Regions from separate parts of the Zea mays genome. Here region 1 is linked to region 2. A link is a contact called in public Hi-C data. All regions are on one chromosome and are shown on one strand. Each heading gives the region's core, a stretch centred on a gene start, on an enhancer-like site or on the middle of the called end of the contact. The rest is flanking DNA. Distances are from core to core; before and after follow the strand shown.

Evidence for each region. A called contact is a pair of places that touch in the nucleus more often than the background predicts.
Region 1: a contact with region 2 is called in a Hi-C map of leaf, with 2.9 times the contacts expected there. The contact joins the promoter of LOC103627577 here to the promoter of LOC100283476 in region 2. A contact is called at or near these places in 2 of 25 Hi-C or Micro-C datasets (ear and leaf).

Annotation. Positions count from the first base shown.
Region 1 is chr5:206,722,028-206,726,756 of Zm-B73-REFERENCE-NAM-5.0, forward strand. It overlaps LOC103627577 (E3 ubiquitin-protein ligase Os04g0590900), which reads right to left and starts at 1,706. Exons shown (of 1, transcript XM_008647878.4): 1 at 1-1,706. The coding sequence starts at 1,007.
Region 2 is chr5:206,456,275-206,461,552 of Zm-B73-REFERENCE-NAM-5.0, forward strand. It overlaps LOC100283476, which reads left to right and starts at 2,250. Exons shown (of 13, transcript NM_001156376.1): 1 at 2,250-2,479; 2 at 3,313-3,490; 3 at 4,298-4,388; 4 at 4,471-4,565; 5 at 4,686-4,775; 6 at 4,879-4,927; 7 at 5,023-5,161. The coding sequence starts at 2,397.

The sequences.
Region 1 (4,729 bases), core at 456-2,955, 270 kb after region 2:
GCCTGCAGCACGTCGGCGATGGACATGCGGCCCTCGCGGTGCGTGTCGGACAGCGACGACGCCGCCCTCACCGCCGGCAGCGCGCAGTCTTCCTTTATCTCCGCATTGCCGCTGCCCTCCTCCGATCTCTCCGGGCAATCCTTCCGCGCCAGTGCATCCTGGCCGTCGTCACCGCCGCTGCCGCTGACCGCATTCTGGCTCTGGCTCTGCGGTGCGCCACGCACTGGGTCCGAGGAGGGGCCGCCCACCGTCAGGACCAGCTCGGGGTTGTCTCTCCTCCAGTCGCGGTCCTCCCGCGGGGCGCGGCGCTCCGGCTCCGGCTCCGGCGACACCGCCCCGACGCCGACGGTGACGAAGGCGATGTTGCAGCGGCAGAGCGGGCAGCTGGAGTGCGACTTGAGCCACGTGTCGATGCACGGCAGGTGGAACGCGTGGCTGCACTTGGGCAGCAGCCGGAGGCTCTCGCCGTCTCGGAACTCGCCGAGGCAGACGGAGCAGTCGGTGCTGTCCACGAACCCGTCGCCGCGCTTGTACTTGCAGATCGTGATCTTGTTGATCAGGGTCTCGTCCAGCCCGTCCGGCGGCATGGCGCCCCACGGCACCTGAGCCCCTGAATCGCCGCCGCCGCCGCCGCCGCCGCCGCCGCCACGGCCGCGGCCGCGGCCCCTGCGGGAACCGAAGACCATGTTCCGCAGGGAGCTGAAGGTGCCACAGTACTTGGAGATGACGGTGTAGTAGCTGACGAGGAGGAAGGCGCTGGCGAGCAGGCCGATGATGGCGATGACGAGGGGCGAGAAGGTGGGGCCGGAGGAGTCGTCGTCGCCGCCGCCGCCGCCGGGGCCGGCGATGTCGAAGGCCGGGGGCGGGGGCGGGAAGACGAAGTAGCACCACTGCGGGCAGTACATGCTGCACAGGCCCTGGGAGCAGTCCCTGGTTGGCTCATAGGGCAACCACGTCGGCTGCGGCCCAGCAATTGTCGCAGGAGGAGAAGACGCCACTGCCGCCATGGGAGACGACGGAAGCACACGGTGACAACAACCAACCCCGGCCGGTGGGCTGAAAGGGAAGGAAAGGATAAAGAAACAGAGCCCCAGTGCTTATAAATCTCAGCTACCTCTATCTCAAATATTGAGACAATCCCTCCTGAGACTGCCAGGCTCTAGCAGCTCACTGGAGAACGGCATTATCGTGAGTTTCTGCTCCAAAATCCAAATAATTGTGCCCATATGATATGATGGAAGCAAGAGAGGTAGCTACGGATTAGGTGCCTGTGCTCGTATCTACGCAGCTGAGCTTTCCAGGAGCTGGGAAATGTTGAGCGGAGAAGGGGGACACAGATCACGAGATGCTGCCAGCGTGAGCCATGAGCCGGCCTCCGAGGAATTGATGCTACGGAGTACACATCAGTGAGACCAAACCATACGCGACTCGGCGACTGGGTAGAGACTGACAGGGAGGGGGAAGTATTTCGCGAGCGGTAGAGGCGGACAGGGAGTGGGGGAGGAGGAGATGGTGGTGGTGGTTGGGTGCTGGGCCGACGCTGCCGCTCTGCTTTCGTTTTCTTTTCCTCTCTGCAGCTGCCATTCATGGCCTCCCTTTACCTAGTTTGTCTCCCTTGGCAGACATGAGAAAGGGAGTGCTCGGATGAAAGGACGACAGAAGTAGAAGTACGTGAATTCGGATGAAATAAATAGAGTTGTTTCAGCAACAATGCAATTTATTTCTCATGCCTCATAATTTTCTCCATCATGCTTGCATCCCATATCAGTCGTCGCCAATTTTCGAACCACGGCTTTTGCTGGCGGGAGGATGTTTTTGACAGCACGGCACGAGCTATCCCCAATTTGTACGCACAAATAGATCGATTTAAAGGGACGTTTGAATGTACTAGATCTAATAATTAATTAGCTGCTAAAATTAGTTAAAGATATGTAAAAAGTCTACCTAATAGTTTATCTATTAGTTATTTTTAGCAAATTAGGTAATAGTTATCTAGTTATTTATTAGCTAGTCTAATTTCACTAGGAATTTACTCTTATATATTGTTTTTGGGCACTATAACAATTGAGTGCTTGCTAGATAGGTCCTTTCTTAAAAGAACCAAGCCGGAAAGCTATCGGTTACATTAATAAAAGAAGGTCTAGATTAGGCAAACAACAGAGTAACAATGAAAGACGGACTCATAGCTAGTTCGTGCTGAAAATTAGCTACAATTGGCTAGCTATTTGACTAACTAGTTACAACGTTAAGTAAAAATAGCTCACCTATTAGCTTTTCTGTCATATCCGCTATAGATAATTTTGACTGATTTTTAGCCATCTAACAGTTAGCTTTGTGCCAAACAGACCCTTAATCAACACAAAAGTCAGAGGTTATCTTTATTATCTAAAAATAGGTCACACTGGTCCTAGGTCTTGGTTGAAGCAACTCATGATAGGAGCCACTGATGAATATTGTAGAACTAGGCGACTAGACCACAAGTTAGTTTAATGCAATGGACCAGATCATCAAGGCCGAACTGATTCAACAGGCAGTGTGTTTATTTTCTTTTGGATGGCATGAACAAATCATTGCCAATCAGTGGGGTCAGCAGTGTGACAGCAACATGAAGCGAAGATGGTGACAGAAAAAAATTGGGGGCCATGCAGGCCAAGGGAGATGTGCAGTTCTATTCATTTGAAAGATTAAGGCCACCTAATTTTGGGTGCTTTTGATTTTGGAAGATGACCAGCAGAACAGTGCAAAACGACGCTCAATGTTTTCTCGTACTTATGTAACCACGGAAGTTCACCTAAGCATCAGCATCAGTGTGGAATACCATACAGGCGGGTGCAAATAGAGTGGAGAAAGAAAAGGCTATCGCCGTGCCAAAGAAAATAAAGTGAATGGAACTACAGCAGCTCGCTGAAGGCATAATAAACACATAAACAACTGCAGAAAAGAACTACTAAAAAAGCATTTGTACTATGGCAATATCTAATGCACCCGACAAGGTGATATCGAATGCATCCAGTAACAGCGTGCACACATCTTTTCTAACCCATCGTCTATTTCTATTATTCCGTCCATACCATTTTGTCCTTTTGTTTTTTTCTTCACAAAAAGATCTTATCAAGAATTTCACAACCCTGAATATAGTTTATATTTTCTCAAATTTTAAGAGTTCCGACAGGAAACAGAATCAATTTAGTATTGACCAAATTCGTACCGCCACACCGTCAGAATGAAATTTATAGTTCCTGCACAGATCACAATTATTAGCTTTATTTTATTTTGCCTTGTCATATCATGTGGACGCACGTAGTCAACTATGTTAATGGAAGATTGGTTGGAGTAGAAAGATATCATATATTGGAGAACACGAGGCAAACGATCATCATGTTGTCTTCTTTTCCCAAAACCACTAGTCACATTAATAAGGTCAGAGCATTCACTTGTGCTTTCATGTTAAGAACAAAGCAAGCTGTCCCAGAATATAAGGCGTGACTATTTTTTGTTCTTGTCCTATAATATAAGACGTGTTCTCTGTATACAAATGTATATCGATATAGTGTTATAGAGAGAATTAAATATATTCCTTGGTCTTTAAATCAGATGTGGTTGCCTTGTATACTGCAAAGTAAACTAACCCCATAATCATCTCTGTGCTGTAGATTTCAGGTTTGCGTCATATCAATCTGACCCAATATCGCACTTTGAAGTCTGCTGTTTTACTCCTCGAATGAGTTAGAGATGGACTCCACTCCTGCATTCCTCATTACCCACCTTAAGAGCTGACAACATGGAAAACTATTACGGTTAGAGTGAATCTTTTTTTTTTGATGAATCGGTTAGAGTGAATTCATGCTGTGATAAATAGCCGGTATATGCATAATGCTGCTTTAAGTGTAGCACTTTTCCCCTGTTTTTTTTTCTGGAAAAATCACGATTCTTTTTCTCAAATTAGCAAGAGAGTTGTGTGTCTTTATATTAAGAAGGTGAAAAGGGGCGTAAAAAACCCCTAGCAAAAGAAAACAACCCAGGCATGATAACTCTCTTATCTGTAGTTCTGTACCATATGAAACCAAACATAACTGATACAGCTGAACAGGACCTTGGAGGTGTAGCATACACTCATCCATCGAGATAAAAAAAATTCTGGTCGAAATTTCAGTGAATAAAAATGGGAAAAGTTATAAGCTTGCCCTAGACAGAAATGTGGAACGATCTTGATAGTGTGTGTGTGTATATATATATAGTGCACAGGGGATAAATCAATAGCATGATGGCAATGTGAGGATGGAAAGAACCAAGGAAGTAATCAGATCCATGGGTTAAATCATTGCTTAGCTGGAAAAGCAACGACAAGGGCAACCAAGTTCCAGCTTTTTCCATAGTTTTGATGCCAGGACGTGGAAAAGGGCAGACCCCACTTGCTGGCCCTTACTTTACACCATAAAGAAAGTTGGCACTACGAAAAGAGAAACTGTGGATCTATGTTGTAGCGTCACATGCCAAACCGATTCAGCAAACAGCAACAGCTCGGCTCTTCTTGCCGTTTTCGAGCCAAACAGGATAACCCAGGTGACACGAGTAGTGGTGAATCAGTCAGTGACAACTAACTGACAAGTGGGTTACACGGTGTGGTTCAAAGGACAGAATGCATAATTTCAGCAGAAGGCAGCATGGCACCGTGGCAGTATGTTAGCAAGTTGGTAGTAACTAGGGGGGGGGGGGGGGGGGGGGGGGG
Region 2 (5,278 bases), core at 1,000-3,499:
CAGGGTTCTACTCCCAATGTTGTTGCAGATGGCCAAATGTTCTATGGATATTGTGAGCACTGCTTATACCTGGCTACAGGAGATGACTAGGCCATGGGCATGGCTTCTCCATTATCTTCTAATGCTTTTGGTGGGTTGACACAACCCTAATGTTCACAATGTATTTTGGAAACCCACATGTGTGGTGGGTGCTACTTGAATAACTGCTTCTGCTAAAACTAATCACTACGGTGATGCTACTTTTATGTTATTTGGGCCTTCGTGCCGACTAAGTTGTAATAACTTTATTCACTTCGATCTATCTTAAATTCCATGGAATATTGTGTCACGTGATACCGTGAATGTTAATTTATTACGATCTTGGTTGAGAAAGAAAAGTTTGAGATCCTTCACGATTTCATTGGACCACTGGGTTTATATGTGTTCAAGTGTGGGAAATCACTGTCGGGCAGATGGTTTTCATACTTGACCTCTTATAGATCTGGTCGAGTTGCTGCACATGCGAACCGTGGAGAGTGGAGACGTGGAGTCTATAATCCAGTCTAACTGTGCGAGTGCGATGGCCCATGAGCCCATCAGGGCACATCTGCTTCATTCGTTATGCTCGACGGCAGTTGGAAATGGACTGATGCCCAACACTCCAATGACTTGAGCTAGTCCCCTCCATAACCTAGCAGTAGCAGTAACCGTCAGGCGCCTTTCTCCACTCTCCTCGGTGGCGGCGCCCGCATGCCCGGAGGCCTAGGCCCTCTCCTCGAAGGCGCTCGTCGGTCCTTTGCCGCTCGGGTAAATTGGGTATACCCGAACCCGAAATTGCGGGTAGTGTTTTTTGTTGGCTGTTATTGAGTAACAATTTCTATTACCCGAATTTATCAAAACCCGAACTACCCGACCCGAACCCGAACACCCAGTCTTAGTATTATTAGAGGCACCAGACCGATCTGACATGCCATCGAACCTCTGCCACATCAACCTAGTTGTTGGAGTTGGAGATTACCGTTTTTCTATCAGACGGTCCAGTGCACCATCGGACCGGGCGACACGCTAGCAGTTAGCTCCTCTTTGGCTTCAAAAATAACCTCTCTGAAAAGTGGTGTGACGACCCACGTGATCGGTCCAGTGCTCTAGCCGTCGGAGACCAGTTCCAGACCCCTCTACGCATCTGGTCCGGTGGACCACCGGATCGGTATGATGTGCCTCTACATAGACCAAGTTTGGCCAAACTTGAGCATTTTTTCTTCAAACGAGTTTGGCTAAACTTGAGGGTGTTTCTATGACTTAGACAAACATATCTAGTGACTTTCCAACTAGTATAAGCCATGAAACATGGTTGTTTAATTTTCTCCAACTCATATTCCTTTTCTAGCTTAAATTGGTTCAAAGTGGACAGTTGAAACAGAGCTATCCAACCTCTTTAATCTATCGAATATGTTCTTAGAGGTATTTAGAATTTATCCATAGTATAGAACTATTGCTAGTTCTTTTATCCCAAGATTTATCCCTCTAAGGCTGGATTTAAACGGTTTCTGACTTAGAAACTCTGAAGTCAATCTTATAAACCTATGAATCAAATACTTGTCAGACTAGTCAGTCTATATCATTGTAATGGTCATTAAACAACAAAATTAATATAGAAAATGATTTAAAGTCATTTCTCTTCTAAGTAGTCACGAGGAAAGAAAGAAAACACAAACCGAGAAAGAAGAGAGAAATACAATAAATTGATACGTTGTGTAACGAGTGATAGTGTGGGTATTTTATTTCTAACTTCAACAATTTAAGTTTGTTGGAGCATCCTTGAGGAGCTCTACTAAAATAGTGAATCTAACCATAGATCTACTCTAATCCAAATTTTATAGAGCTAGACGATTCGTGTAACTTTTCGTGAAGTAAATCTATTTTTAATAAATATAGTGCTGATTTTTTTTAATAAATATAGTGTTGATGGAGCTATCCTAAATAGATCCTAAATATTTATGTTTTGGATTAGAATTTCTCGAGGCCAAGGTAGTACCTAAACCATTCTTCTACTTCTTTGTATTAAACAATCCAAATTATTTTTACCACCGTTTCAGGGTTTTTTTCAATATTATTATACTGTTTTCTTTTCGGGGAAAAATCCAGGTCTGAACTCAGCACAAGTTTAAATTAAAAGTTGACGCTACGACCAAGCAAATATGCCATCCAGAAAGGTCTATTCTGCAAAAAAGAACACACCGTAAGCTCCCGTCCCGGACGGGGAAGACCTCGTGCTGCCGCCAGATCTAACCAAACCCCGCGCCCTCCTCACCGTCCGGCGAGCTACGGACTCAGCAGATCACCGTCGCTCGAGTTGTACCTGAAGGCGCGCCCGTGGAACCGGCCGCGAGATAAGGGCGGCGGGAAGGCGGGCGACGATGCCGGTGGCAGCGTCGGCCATCTACTTCCTCAACCTTCGCGGGGACGTCCTCATCAACCGCCTCTACCGTGATGATGTTGGGTATGTTGTGCCGCGGTGGGCTTGGAGCGCTAGATCTACGGCCCTGGGAGGGACCGATTAGTTCGCTTCTAGCTCGCATCTTCGTAGATCGCGATTATATAGTTTCATCCATTTTTCTTGTTGAAAATTCCGCTTGGACCGAGATGGGAAGCAGTCCTAGCTGATCTGATTCGTTAGCTGCTAAAATTGGGTCGTGTCACAGTCATGCCGAGCGTTACATTTTTGGAAGGATGCTTAATTCTCGGTATGCTTGCTCTCTGGAATCTAGAAAATAGATTATTAATCACTTAATCGGTGAATTCGTTAGATTCACCTAGAGTGCTTCACCTAGGACTGTCTAAAAGATGTGTCTGTGTACTAGGCTACTAGATTTTTTTTCCAGACTATCCACAACTTGTTTATCCCAACTTGCTTAGGGACTAAATTTTGTTGTAGCGAATCAGCGAGTGCTCACAAAGTCGATTGCTGCATAGTTGACTTGATCATTCATAGTGCGATTTTGCATTAGTGATATCTGCAGAGAAAATTTATGAACTGAACCCCATTTTGACAGCTTGAGTCTGAAACAATCTTTGTTTGTTATACATTCGTACCAAGCGATATTGTTTCACTTACACTAGTATAAGGCATATATTCAGTAAGTCATTTTATTTCCTTTTTTAAAATGGCTTATTTTTCATGACGACGCTAATTTACTACCACCATCTGTTCCCTTGTTTCTACTATTTTATATTTATTTGGCATCATTTTGGTGCCTTTATTCACATGTTTTGTTTACTTTATCTTGATCAACATAAATTTAGTGACTAGTGTTTTCATGTATGTTTATGCAGGGGAAATATGGTTGATGCGTTCAGAATGCATATCATGCAAACAAAAGAACTTGGCACATGCCCTGTTCGTCAAATAGGAGGCTGCTCCTTCCTTTATATGAGGATCAGTAATGTTTACATTGTGATCGTAGTTAGCAGCAATGCTAATGTTGCATGTGCTTTCAAATTTGTTGTCGAGGTATGCTACCCTTTCTGTGATATGCATGCATTAAAACGAAAATTGCATAGTCCATGAAATCATATTACAGTCTTGGTTTAGGAGTTTGAAATACAAATATTAAAATGACAGTTTTTATGAATTCCACCTACCTGTTTTGCATGTTATTTTTCTAGAATGAAAGGAGGAATCAGCCACTTATTTTGCTCGCTATTGCATTCCATTTCCATTATTTTCATAATCATAACCAAGTCCGTGCATATAATGTTGCAGATATGCGTAGAGAAAATATAGAGTAGGTGGGTAAAAATTTGTGAGACTCAAAGAGGAACCGATTTGTCACTTTGAGCTATACAAATTTTATGAGTTGCCTGATAAACATTGTTCTGTGATATTTCAAGAGAGTTAAAAAAAGGATCCATGAGCTTAGTTTATTATGCCATCTAGGTTGGCTTTACTTTGCAAATAGAACTTTTTTTTTGCTAACAGTGGGTATTCATGATATGCTAGTAACCTTGGAACACAAAAAATCTTACGGTTTCTTGTGCTTGTGCGCTTCATTATTGTTTATATTTGTTGACATATTCTAATAGGACTACTGTGATGTAGTCTGCTTTGTATGATTTCATGAGCACTTGTTTAGAACTTTGAATGAAACCACAACCCTTCTCATATGAACAAGTTAGCATGATTTAAAAATTAAATTTAGCTATTAGTTCAATGTGAAGAACTTTAAAAATGTCCTGTTGTTTTCTAAATAACTCGCGGTGATTTATCTCATTCTGTATCACTTTGACTTAACTACTTAATATTATTCGAAACTATCAGGCGGTGGCTCTCTTCAAGTCCTACTTCGGTGGAGCTTTTGATGAAGACGCTATCAGGAATAACTTTGTTTTGATATATGAACTTCTTGATGGTAATTAAGCATCCTATTCTTTGCCTGCATAATGCAACATGAGTATTTCTGTTCATTCATCCAGACATCGATAATTGTACAGAGATCATGGATTTTGGTTATCCTCAAAACCTGTCACCTGAAATTTTGAAGTTGTATATAACTCAAGAAGGTGTTCGGTCACCATTTTCCTCAAAGGTTAGAAAAATCAAACCTGAATTTTGATAGAATGTGCTAAAAATTTACCTCGAATTGTATGATGATAGTTTTGTTTTTCTATGAAACCATCTGATTTTCTTGTCATTTATGCACTTACAGCCCTCAGAGAAGCCTGTTCCAAATGCGACTCTTCAAGTCACTGGCGCTGTTGGTTGGAGAAGAGAGGGACTTGTGTACAAGAAGAATGAGGTGCTTAAACTATACATGTGTACCTCTCGTCTTATTTGATCCCATTCTTTGCACTTTTGTTCATCTACTAGTTGCACTAGTGGAGTAATCTTTTTTTCATCAGGTTTTCTTGGACATAGTTGAGAGTGTAAACCTTCTTATGTCTTCGAAAGGTACTCTATGGACCAACCTAATTTTGGACTGCACAGTTGTCTTTACCTTGTATTAATTGATGTTCCTTGTGTACATAAATGTGTCATTCCTGCAGGGAGTGTTCTAAGATGTGATGTGACGGGAAAGATTCTTATGAAATGCTTCCTTTCTGGAATGCCTGATCTGAAGCTGGGATTAAATGACAAGATTGGACTTGAAAAAGAGGCCCAACTAAAGTCCAGACCAGCAAAGAGGTAACCATATCTTGATTATTATAAAAGGTGAATTTTGCCATAGGACATGGACATCAAACATACATGTTACATGGTATGGGCCATTTTCACGCTCAAGCTCTGAAATATGCCAGGTAC